Linked DNA regions of Drosophila melanogaster: region 1 is linked to region 2. A link is a contact called in public Hi-C data. All regions are on one chromosome and are shown on one strand. Each heading gives the region's core, a stretch centred on a gene start, on an enhancer-like site or on the middle of the called end of the contact. The rest is flanking DNA. Distances are from core to core; before and after follow the strand shown. Region 1 holds the start of ex (expanded). Region 2 holds the start of lncRNA:CR44220 (long non-coding RNA:CR44220).

Region 1 (4,680 bases), core at 1,771-4,270, 210 kb before region 2:
TAAATTCGCGAACTCCAGACACCTTTAAAGCATTATGTGGATAATATATATTGTTTTGAATTGAAATCATCGCAAGTAATTATGAAAGCAGTTTTCTGTATGCCGGGCTTAGTGTGCCATCAAATCGCCAAATAACTCGTCGTCTCTTTGCCAAACTGCGAATATCGAATAGGAGAAAACAGAAATCAGGGAACAAGCGACTGAGAAATAAAACAGCAAAGCGGCAAATGCCGAATTCCGAGCTGCGGAATTCCACTTGTTGTGCCAGTTATGGCCAAACAATTTGATGTCTTTGAAATGCGTGAAATGTCCCCGCCGACCGCCGATGATAATAATGAAAATGGTCGCTTGCTCGGTTGGCTGGATAGCTGTGAGGAGCAGCCAGGGCGGAGTGGGCCAAAAGAAAGCAGCCCACACGTCGTCGCTCGGCTTCAGTTGGCTAGGCACCACAAAATCGCACCACATCGCACCACTCTCCTCCACTGCGCACCACACCCCGCAGACGCGAAATGCCCAACTGGGCGAACGAAGGTGGTAACGGTGGCGGAGGCGATGGCCTCCACAATGAGAGCAGCAAACAGCAAGATACAAAAACAAAAAAGAAGCCGCAACGTGTGCCGCATGCCAAATCGGAGGCGTGCGAAACTATGCTGCCATAATACCGTAGAAAAATTAGCAGTCCATACAGGGTATCTTGGGTTAAATGAATGCGCTATAATACGAGTAACCAATAATTCTAAAGTTTAAGGTATTTTGATTATGGCTAGAATAATTCTTTGACCAATTCTAAGTAAAGAGGCTTTTAAGTTTTTGCCTATCTGGCAATATGTTGTTGAAACAATATTTTTTTACGAGCATAGAGATAAGTACATTTTTTTAATCCTCGAAGGTCGTTCATTAGTGTATCCTCTATATCTCTGAGCCAGCCTCGACTCCGATTGTCATTCGAAATTTGTTTAATTTGTTGTACATTTTAATTGCCTGAATTGTTCGAGGCAATGAGCAACCAGAGTTTTCAATGTTCGCACACGCATATCAACTGCGTGCAGGAATTTCAGTTTACGAAATTAATATTTTGAGTTTGTATGATCATTGCTGTTGCTGTTGTCAGCTTCAATGCAAAAGCCCATTGCCTGAGGTCAAGTGTGATGTGGAGATCAAGAGATACGCACGGAGATGGAGATGTAGACGTCAGTGCTCAATCGAAAAAACCACAAGCGAACTAAAACTACGATCCGGGGAATACATGTGTACTTGCCGAGATATAGATACGTCTGTCCGCAGATACAGTTACCCATATGTATATGATTGCCTGGTGGCAAAATCGTTTAACGATTAGCGTTTAACCGCTTAAAGCTTATCGACTGATACCCAAAGCGTGTGTTTTCACCCGTTTGTTTATCTTTCGCTGATTTACATTCAAGATGTCTGATTGCCAAGCGGTTTCTGATTTCAGCAATTGTTCCAGGGATCCCGATGGACGGTTGAAATTCCAAACCCGGGAATAACAATAGAACTCTGTGGAGCTTCCATTTTCACTTAATTGCATCGCCGTCGATCGTTCTGACAACCGTTTAAGTCGCCTATTAGCCATAGAACCTATCAAATTGACTAGCTCACTTGGAAATTGGATCCCGAGATAAGTGAAACCCTGTGCAAAGATACTTTAGGGCCGCATAGAAAATGTCAAAAAAAATTAATTAAATGTGACCGGTATTTAAAAAGTCGGTCAGGCCTACTATATAACTACATATGTATGCACATGTGAATGTACATATATATTTGACACAATAGTACTCTAAACAGCTTCCCCATTTCAATATACCCTCCGTAGAGTGTCAAGTTTGACTGACATTTGATATTCCATGGCCCGAAATGGGTTAATTGCACAATTCGCTGAATTTTTGACTCTTAGCGGGACGCAAAAAAAAAAATTTAAAGAAAAAAGCTGGCGACAACAACGAAATGTTAAACAATCGTTGGACGTTGGCGATTTTATGGTTGACAGATAAGAAATTTGCTGGCATTTGTTTTGTTTGCCGTTTTCAGGGAGTCATTAAAATTCCGGGGAAATGGCCCCATATGGGTACACCACTCTATATCTGCACGTGTATCTGTCCTTTTCTTACCTTAAGCCGCTGCAGAAGTCGGCATTGTTAATGCTGTATCTGTATCTGCTTCTGTTTCGGTTTCGCGTAATCCACAATAACTGGCTTTTTAATTTTGGTTTGGTAGTTTTGTTTAACTAAAGCTCACTCTTCGTGCACTCTTAAAACCGATCTATTGATTTGGCTATCGATAAGTGCCTAACAGTAAAATTTTCGTTTCGTTGTTGTTACTTTCTGACCTCTTCCACTTCCACGACGCGCGCTGCGACTGCGCAGTCAACAGCGATCGGGTCGCATTCCAGCGTCGCACATACTTTAATCAAAACTCACTAACACCAGAACAATTGCACACGCGGGCGAGCGCAACTGAGAGTATCTGTGTGCGTGGAGTCGTTGTTGTTGCGCGAAAGAATGCCGTTTGCTGGGTTGTTGTTTTTGCTGTTGCTGACTGCTTTATTTGTTGTAGTTGTAGTTTCCAGTGGGCAGTTGTTGTTGCGGCTGAATTTTTTCTTTTTGACCAGCACCAACTTTTCGGAGTTGACTTCAGCTTTTTTACACTACTAGTCGTAGATATTTTCGTGGTTTTAAGGCGCGTTTTCCCAAAATCAGAACTAGTTGCACCAACACCAACAAAAATCACTTTTGTAATTGAGGCGAGTGCGAAAACGAAGCGCGCTGTTTTTGTTTCAGTGAAAACCGAACTTCACTTTAAGCAACTGAATCTGTGTAGCTCTGTGTGTGTCTGGGCGATCTGGTGTGCGTGCGGTGTGCATTTAAGATCTGAAGAACAACTTTTCCGAATGTTAGGTCTCGAATAAATTCATTAAACCGAATTTATATTTCCCAGTGGAAAGCACATGCTTTGCTGTCCCGACGATCTGTTCGGTTACCGTTGACGTTTAGCGATATACTGATTTTGCCCCTGCTCAGCGAAACCGAACACAACGAAGATCGAGTCGAGATTTCGTTAAAACTTAACGAAGCCGCGTTTAACGAAAAGAGAGCCCAAGAGAGAATTCGAATTCGAAAGAAGCGCACACAGCGATACACAAACCCGATGGCAACAACAACAACGGCTACGAAAATGTAAATAGCAATAAGCAATAAAAGAAAAACAAACTTCAAAGGAGAATCCCAGTAGCCAACTACATAGTGTGTGCGTCCGTGTGAGTAGTGGAATTCCAATGGCTTATCTCGCGAGACGACGATTCCGATTCTCAAGGGCTTAAAGGATACCCTGTTAGGATAGCAGATTTAAGTAAAATGCATATGAGAATTTTAACAAAGGTACCTTTCTTTCTAATTCTGCTTTTTATCACATGCTATCTTGTAGTTTACATTGTATATTACAATTACATTATGAGTTCTATCTTTTGGCATTCACTTTTTGCCAAACTATGGCGGAAGCCTATTGGATTCAAATCTAGCTTTCAGTATCCCTGCGCTAGCCATCGATGCGACTATCTTATAAATAAACTCTCTGGGCAAAACTCCAGATACAGATGCACTGGACGAGGGAGAATCGGAATCGGAACTTGAGGGTCTGAAGACTCTGCCTCTATCGGCGTCCTCTGCTGCTACGATATCGTCACTTGGGCGCATTCCTCAGCATAATGTGAGCTTGATTTGCTGGATTCTTTTTGCTCCCTCTTCCCTCTTTTTCTCTTCTTTAGATTTCCTCCTTTTCATTTCCCCTCCTCCACCTCTTCAACCATCATTTGCTTCAAATATGCGGCATACACACGCCCCACGAAAGGGCGGGGATCAGTGTAAGCCAAGTAAGGTTTTAACCAGTTCGTCCAAGGGGCTACTTAGAAAAATCCACAGAAAACAAAATTTAGATTATATGGAAAAAAGTCTAAATGATATAAAAATCGTAACTAAACACAACCAAAAGACTATATAATGATGATCGAAGTTGTGCCCCGGTGCCAAACCCTCGCTACGCCCCTGAAGACCCGGCCAAAAGTCGAAGACTCAGAATTGGAGAGTCAAGGGGTCGGGGTCGGGTCGTCTTGCCATGGACATAACTTGTTGACTGAAGTCAGGGAAGTGGTGGGGCAGGGGTAGAAATTGGGCGAGACATTCCGGTGAGGCGGGGTTTCGATGGGAACAACTCGCACAGCCTTTGATTTCTTTGAGTGTACTTTGCGTTGTGGTGTCTGCTATACCCTGTTTGGGATACAACGGGAAGAATTAAAAAAGGTTTGTAGGTTTCAAAAAAAGTACATGCCACTCCTGGGACAAATTTTGAAAATTTCTCTATTGACAAGCCTATGGTGTAAGGGAATTTGAGTAAAGGTAGTTTGTTACCCACCGGATCAGTCTGACTACAAGAGATCTAGAGTACTTCCATCTTCGACTTGAAGCCCAAGCTTTTCATTCTTGTTTTTTTTTTTTGTTTTGTGGCTGTTCGTTATTCTTTCGTCTTTGGTCGATCGCTTGGTCGCTGGTTCTCTAAGACCGGTTGTTGTTGTTGCTGTAAGCAGCCTTTTGGGAACTACGTTCTTGGTCAATATCGTGTAGATATACATACGTTCTATATCTGTGCTTGTGTGTGTGCGAGGTTTGG
Region 2 (4,883 bases), core at 1,431-3,930:
ACACTCACAGTCACAATCGCATCTAGGTTGCTTCTGCCCGCGCCCTCCCTTGAATTGTACTCTCGCGAAGCCGAAGTCGATGCTCTCTCTGTCGCTCTCCCTTATTGCAAGTGACGCTCATTCACCTCCGAGTTGGATGTCGGTCTCAGTTTTAGCCCACCTCATTCATATTCACATTCACCCAAAACGGCGTTTGACTTAATCTCACGATTGTTTGGTTTCCTACTCTCCCGCGCTCCCTCTCTTCTGAGTCTCTCTTTCTGGCTGATTCGCATTCGATTTTAGCCGCTGCCATCGCCGTTGTTTGCCTACCTATGTGTGTGTGTGAGGAGTGTGTCTTGTATTTTAGTCCGCAATGCGCTCCGCTCATTATTTGTTTGAGCGCCGCGGTGTAAAGTTGTAAAAAGTCCAAGTGCTCGTGGAAACTCGATGCAAGACGGGGAAAACGAAACGCGATAAATCGTGAGAAAGAGAGTGCGCTAAAGGAAGAGGGAGTGATAATCAAACGAAATGGAATAATGTATTTGCAGAGGCAACAACAACAATGCAAATAGTTGTCATTGAGGCGCAATGAATGATAATTAGTGCTTAATTGAAATCAATAATCATGACGAAAGCGTAAAGCTTCGATTTTGCCAATATATTCTTGATTACCAGTGAGTCTGTGATATTGCCGTGTGTTCGAAAATGGAGGTTATTAAACCCATGGACTTCAGCAGCTTCTCGGCGTTCTGCGAGCATCTTAACAAATCTTCACAAATTGCAGCAACAACTGCAACGACGATACCGCCAACAATAAACAATGGAAAAGGCATTTATTTGGAGGTAAAAGCAAAAAATACAAATATTTCGATGCGAAATTGCAAGCATGGACATGATGCGTCTCCTAATTAAAATGAGAATGCAAAAATGCAGAGAGAATATGCAAAGAATGTGTGCATGCAGTTAGTCAAGATAAAGTGAACGAGACCCAAAAAGAGTGGGACAGACGACGAGGAGGGGGATCATTTGGCCCTCTCGCTCGTAATTCGGTCTGTAGCGAGTGGAAATACAAAACAATAAATTTAAGCCTATAAATTTCACATGAACAAAAAGCGTTCACGTTGCCCCTTTTAGGGTTTAATAGGGTTTAGGTTGGGAAGTTGTGTGCGCTTGTGAGGGGTAGAGAGAGAGAGAATTCCATGTTGCAAGTAGGTGTTATTGGTAAGGCAGGTCCACACTAAACCGTTTCAAAATAAAATTACTGATAATATAAACATAAAGAAAATTAAAAATAATTTTTAATTCACGACTGAATTGTTGTACGATAGAATCTTAATGTGATCTTTTAAATGAATTTGTAGGCCAATGTGGTTTCAAGTATTATTATTATTTAATTGATCTACTCTTAATCAATTTCTTAAAAACCACTTTGTGCAACGGTTATATCTATTTATTGCCTTTTAAGTGCACTCACTCAAATTCTTTTTTGCGCGGCTGTTTATTGCTCCGCGTTCTCTATTTTATTTACCCTATTGCTATTTACCTACCGCCGCCTCCAAGCCTGTAGCCATGTTCATAGCCAGCGGTTCTACTAATATTCATAATCAATCGCTCAAGTCGCCTCGCACTTGTGTAGTGTAAATGCGATGGTGGAACGGTGCGGAGAAAACGAGTGATAGAGAGGCGGAGTGAGTGCGAGCGAGAGCCAAATGTATAGTACGCGAGAAGGGAAGAAAGAAGAGGCCTCGAGTCGCTGTCGTGTTATCTTCTTTTGTCGTTTGTTTTTGTTTGTCCCCTTTTCGGATTTCGTTATACCATCGTTCGTAGCCTGCAAGCAATGGTTGGTTAGGAGGGGAGGGAGGCCTAGCAGTACAAACAGAGGCATGGAATCACAAGGATACACCGTATACAGAGTTGCCAACCTGGGCGCCACTTGGCATCATTTTAATTTTTGGATTCGCTCCAGGAAGGATTCCATAACGTTTTCAGTTAGGTTACGCATTTATACATACATGTATGCCAATTTTTTTTATTATATGTACATATTTAGAAAAGAAGACAAATTCGTTGTGCCCATTTACCTCGATAAAGATAGAAACTAATGTAAATTCAATCAAAGGATAGAATAACTATTTACTCCTTATATTTTTCAAATTATAACATTAAGACTTTGGAATGAACCGCATATTTGGCAGCCGTAAATCCAATGGCTGTTACTATGTTGACCCCTAGGACGGCTTACAATTTTGTGTATTTGCGTGACGTTTGCTTCTGTTTCTAGCCCTTGCAGCAGTGTGTGCCACCTATTATTTTTAGTTTAAATCGACGCACCAAACAGCGCATAAAGTAAGTGTGGGTGAGTGGGAGTGTATGAACTTCCTTGGCTGTGGCGCGTGCAATTGGTCTCACAGGATTCATTTGTTTGTCTCTATTTATTTTTGAAATCACCTTCGCATGCCCCTTACTTTTGAGCGCCATTGCTTGGTGCGGCTTGCTGGTTGTTCCGTGTTCCGATTCCACGTCGTTCTCTGTTGCTGTCGCCTTTTGGCCTCTGTCCTCCGGCCGAAGCGTTATTAGGGGTGTAAAATGGATTTTTTACTTTTATTATTATGATTTTATTGTTTTTCCAGTTTCGGTCTCCTCTCTCTTTTTTTGAGCCTTTGTCTCGCTCTTATTTTCTATATGCGCGTGTCATTCGCATTATGTCTTTCCCTTTTTGCTTTTCGCAAAAATTTGTGTGTAATTCGAAAGCCAGGAGCCTGCTATGTGCTGATGATTATAGTGATGAGGGAAGGTGTCGTAACGTGGCCACCCCACATCACCACCAACACAGTCGCGCTGTGTGATCCCAACCCCTGGGGACGCAGTGATGGGTGGTGCAATGCAAAGGGTCGTTTAAATATTTTTTCAAGCTAATTTGGAAAATATTCGTAATGAATTTGCATTGCAAAATGTGCACATCACATATGGGGTGTTCTATTTCGCTGAGCTGATATGTAGAAATATGCTTCTCTGTTGTAAAAATTTTTTGAAATATACTATTATTGAAAAGAATTATTTAAAAAAAATATAATGCTTACTTTATTTTTAATTAAATAGTAGTTAAGTTTTGATAACATTCGAATGGCCTGATTTAAACATTTTTTATACTTGCATAGATGGTTATTAATTCGATATATTTATTTATTACCAATATATTTTGTGGACATTGACGAACACCTCAAATACTTGGGGTCAGACAGACTATGTTTCGATACGTGCAGTACCTTTGTACTTTGGGGTTCTATGCTTTTTATAAAAAATTTACTTTTGGTTATTGCAAAATCAAACTAAAAATCTAACTTAAAAATATGTTAATTCTATGACTCTAAGACTTGCACCATGTTTTTGCAAGATAAAATTTATTATTGTTTTAACGAAAATATTTATAATAAATATTTTATATTTTCGGTAATTTTTACAGAAAATGGAGCGACAGGGAAAGATGGAACTGGCGGCGAAGGAGCGCGAGTCCCAACGGCTGCAGCTCATTCCCAAAAAATGGAACCGCCGGGAAGAATACGAATTTCTTAGAGTTCTTACCGGGTATGGTGTGGACCTACACGTCTCAACACCTATGGCTTCCTCTAATGGAAGTTCCCTTTCGCCCGACTGGACCAAGTTCAAACAGATGGCTCACCTAGAGAGAAAAAGCGATGAAACACTGACGGACTATTATAAGGTATTTGTGGCCATGTGTAAACGACAGGCGGGTTTAAAGCTCTCTGAATCGGAGCGCGGCTTAGAAGGTATCATCGAAGAAATCGAAAAGGAACACGCCAAGCTCATACTGGATCGCTTGGAAGTTCTTGCCAAATTGCGAGAAGTCGCTCGGAATCCCATGCTTGAGGAACGCTTAAAACTCTGCACCAAGAATGCGGATACTCCAGATTGGTGGGAGCCCGGTCGACACGACAAGGAATTGATTACAGCCGTCCTCAAGCACGGACTTTATCGCTCCGAAACCTTTATCTTTAACGATCCAAACTTTAGTTTTGGAGAGTCAGAGAAGCGTTTTATTCGAGAACTAGAAGCTCAGATTCAACGTACTATCAAACTGGAGGCTTTCAATGCTGAAAAGGCAGAGAAGTTAGCGGCAGCTGAAAAAGATGCTGCAACTGAAAAAGCTGCGGCGACTGAAAAGGCGGCAGCAGAAAAGGCAGCTTCCGTGAAGAATGAGGTCATAGACCTTGATGATGAGCTCATGACTAATGAGAGTGTCATAAAGAAAGAATCGCCGGTTACTCCCATAAAAGAAGAAATTAAATCTGAAGAGAGTCCTGAAAAGCATGATACTGCTGATAATCTCGAAGATAAAAATTCAGATGCTGAAGAGAGTACAAAGATAAAGGGTAAAGAGGATTTTAATCCAGAAACCACGGAAAAGGAAGCACTGGACGAATCTACAAATTTGAATAAGGATAAGTCTAGCACTGAAACATTGGTTCCAGAAATTGAAGATAGCAAACCTAGCGAAGATAAAATGGAAGTTGAGGAATTGCCCGTTGCCGAAAATGGTGAGAAGGAAGGTTCGCCTGAGAAATGCAGTGATGCTGAGGATAAGAAATTTTCAGAAGAAAAGCCAAGTTCCCCTGCAGTTCCTGATGGTAAAGTGTCAGAAATGGAGGCAGATGAAGCTGCCCCTAATACAGAAGAAAACTGTTCTGGGGATTCGGAATCGCCCGAAAAGGAATGTGAAGACAAGGTTGTTGAAAAGGTTGAGGAAGAGAAGGGTGAAAACTCATATGAAAAGGCTGAGGAACAAAAAGAAGAAACGGAAAAACTGGAAAAATCGAGTATAGAATCAGAGCCCTCTGAAAAATCTGAAACTGTCCTCGAACCCGAAGTAGCTGTGCCCAAAA

Evidence for each region. Hi-C and Micro-C count contacts between places; a contact is called where the count stands out from the background.
Region 1: a Hi-C map of the Kc167 cell line shows a contact between it and region 2, with 2.7 times the contacts expected there. The contact joins the promoter of ex here to the promoter of lncRNA:CR44220 in region 2. A contact is called at or near these places in 6 of 107 Hi-C or Micro-C datasets (the D17-c3 cell line, the Kc167 cell line, the ML-DmBG3-c2 cell line and 2 more).

The regions. Positions count from the first base shown.
Region 1 is chr2L:429,567-434,246 of dm6, reverse strand. ex (expanded) reads right to left here and starts at 3,020. Exons shown (of 6, transcript NM_057492.4): 1 at 2,130-3,020.
Region 2 is chr2L:217,448-222,330 of dm6, reverse strand. It overlaps lncRNA:CR44220 (long non-coding RNA:CR44220), which reads right to left and starts at 2,680. Exons shown (of 1, transcript NR_073674.1): 1 at 2,281-2,680. It overlaps kis (kismet), which reads left to right. Exons shown (of 18, transcript NM_078717.3): 13 at 3,446-4,883.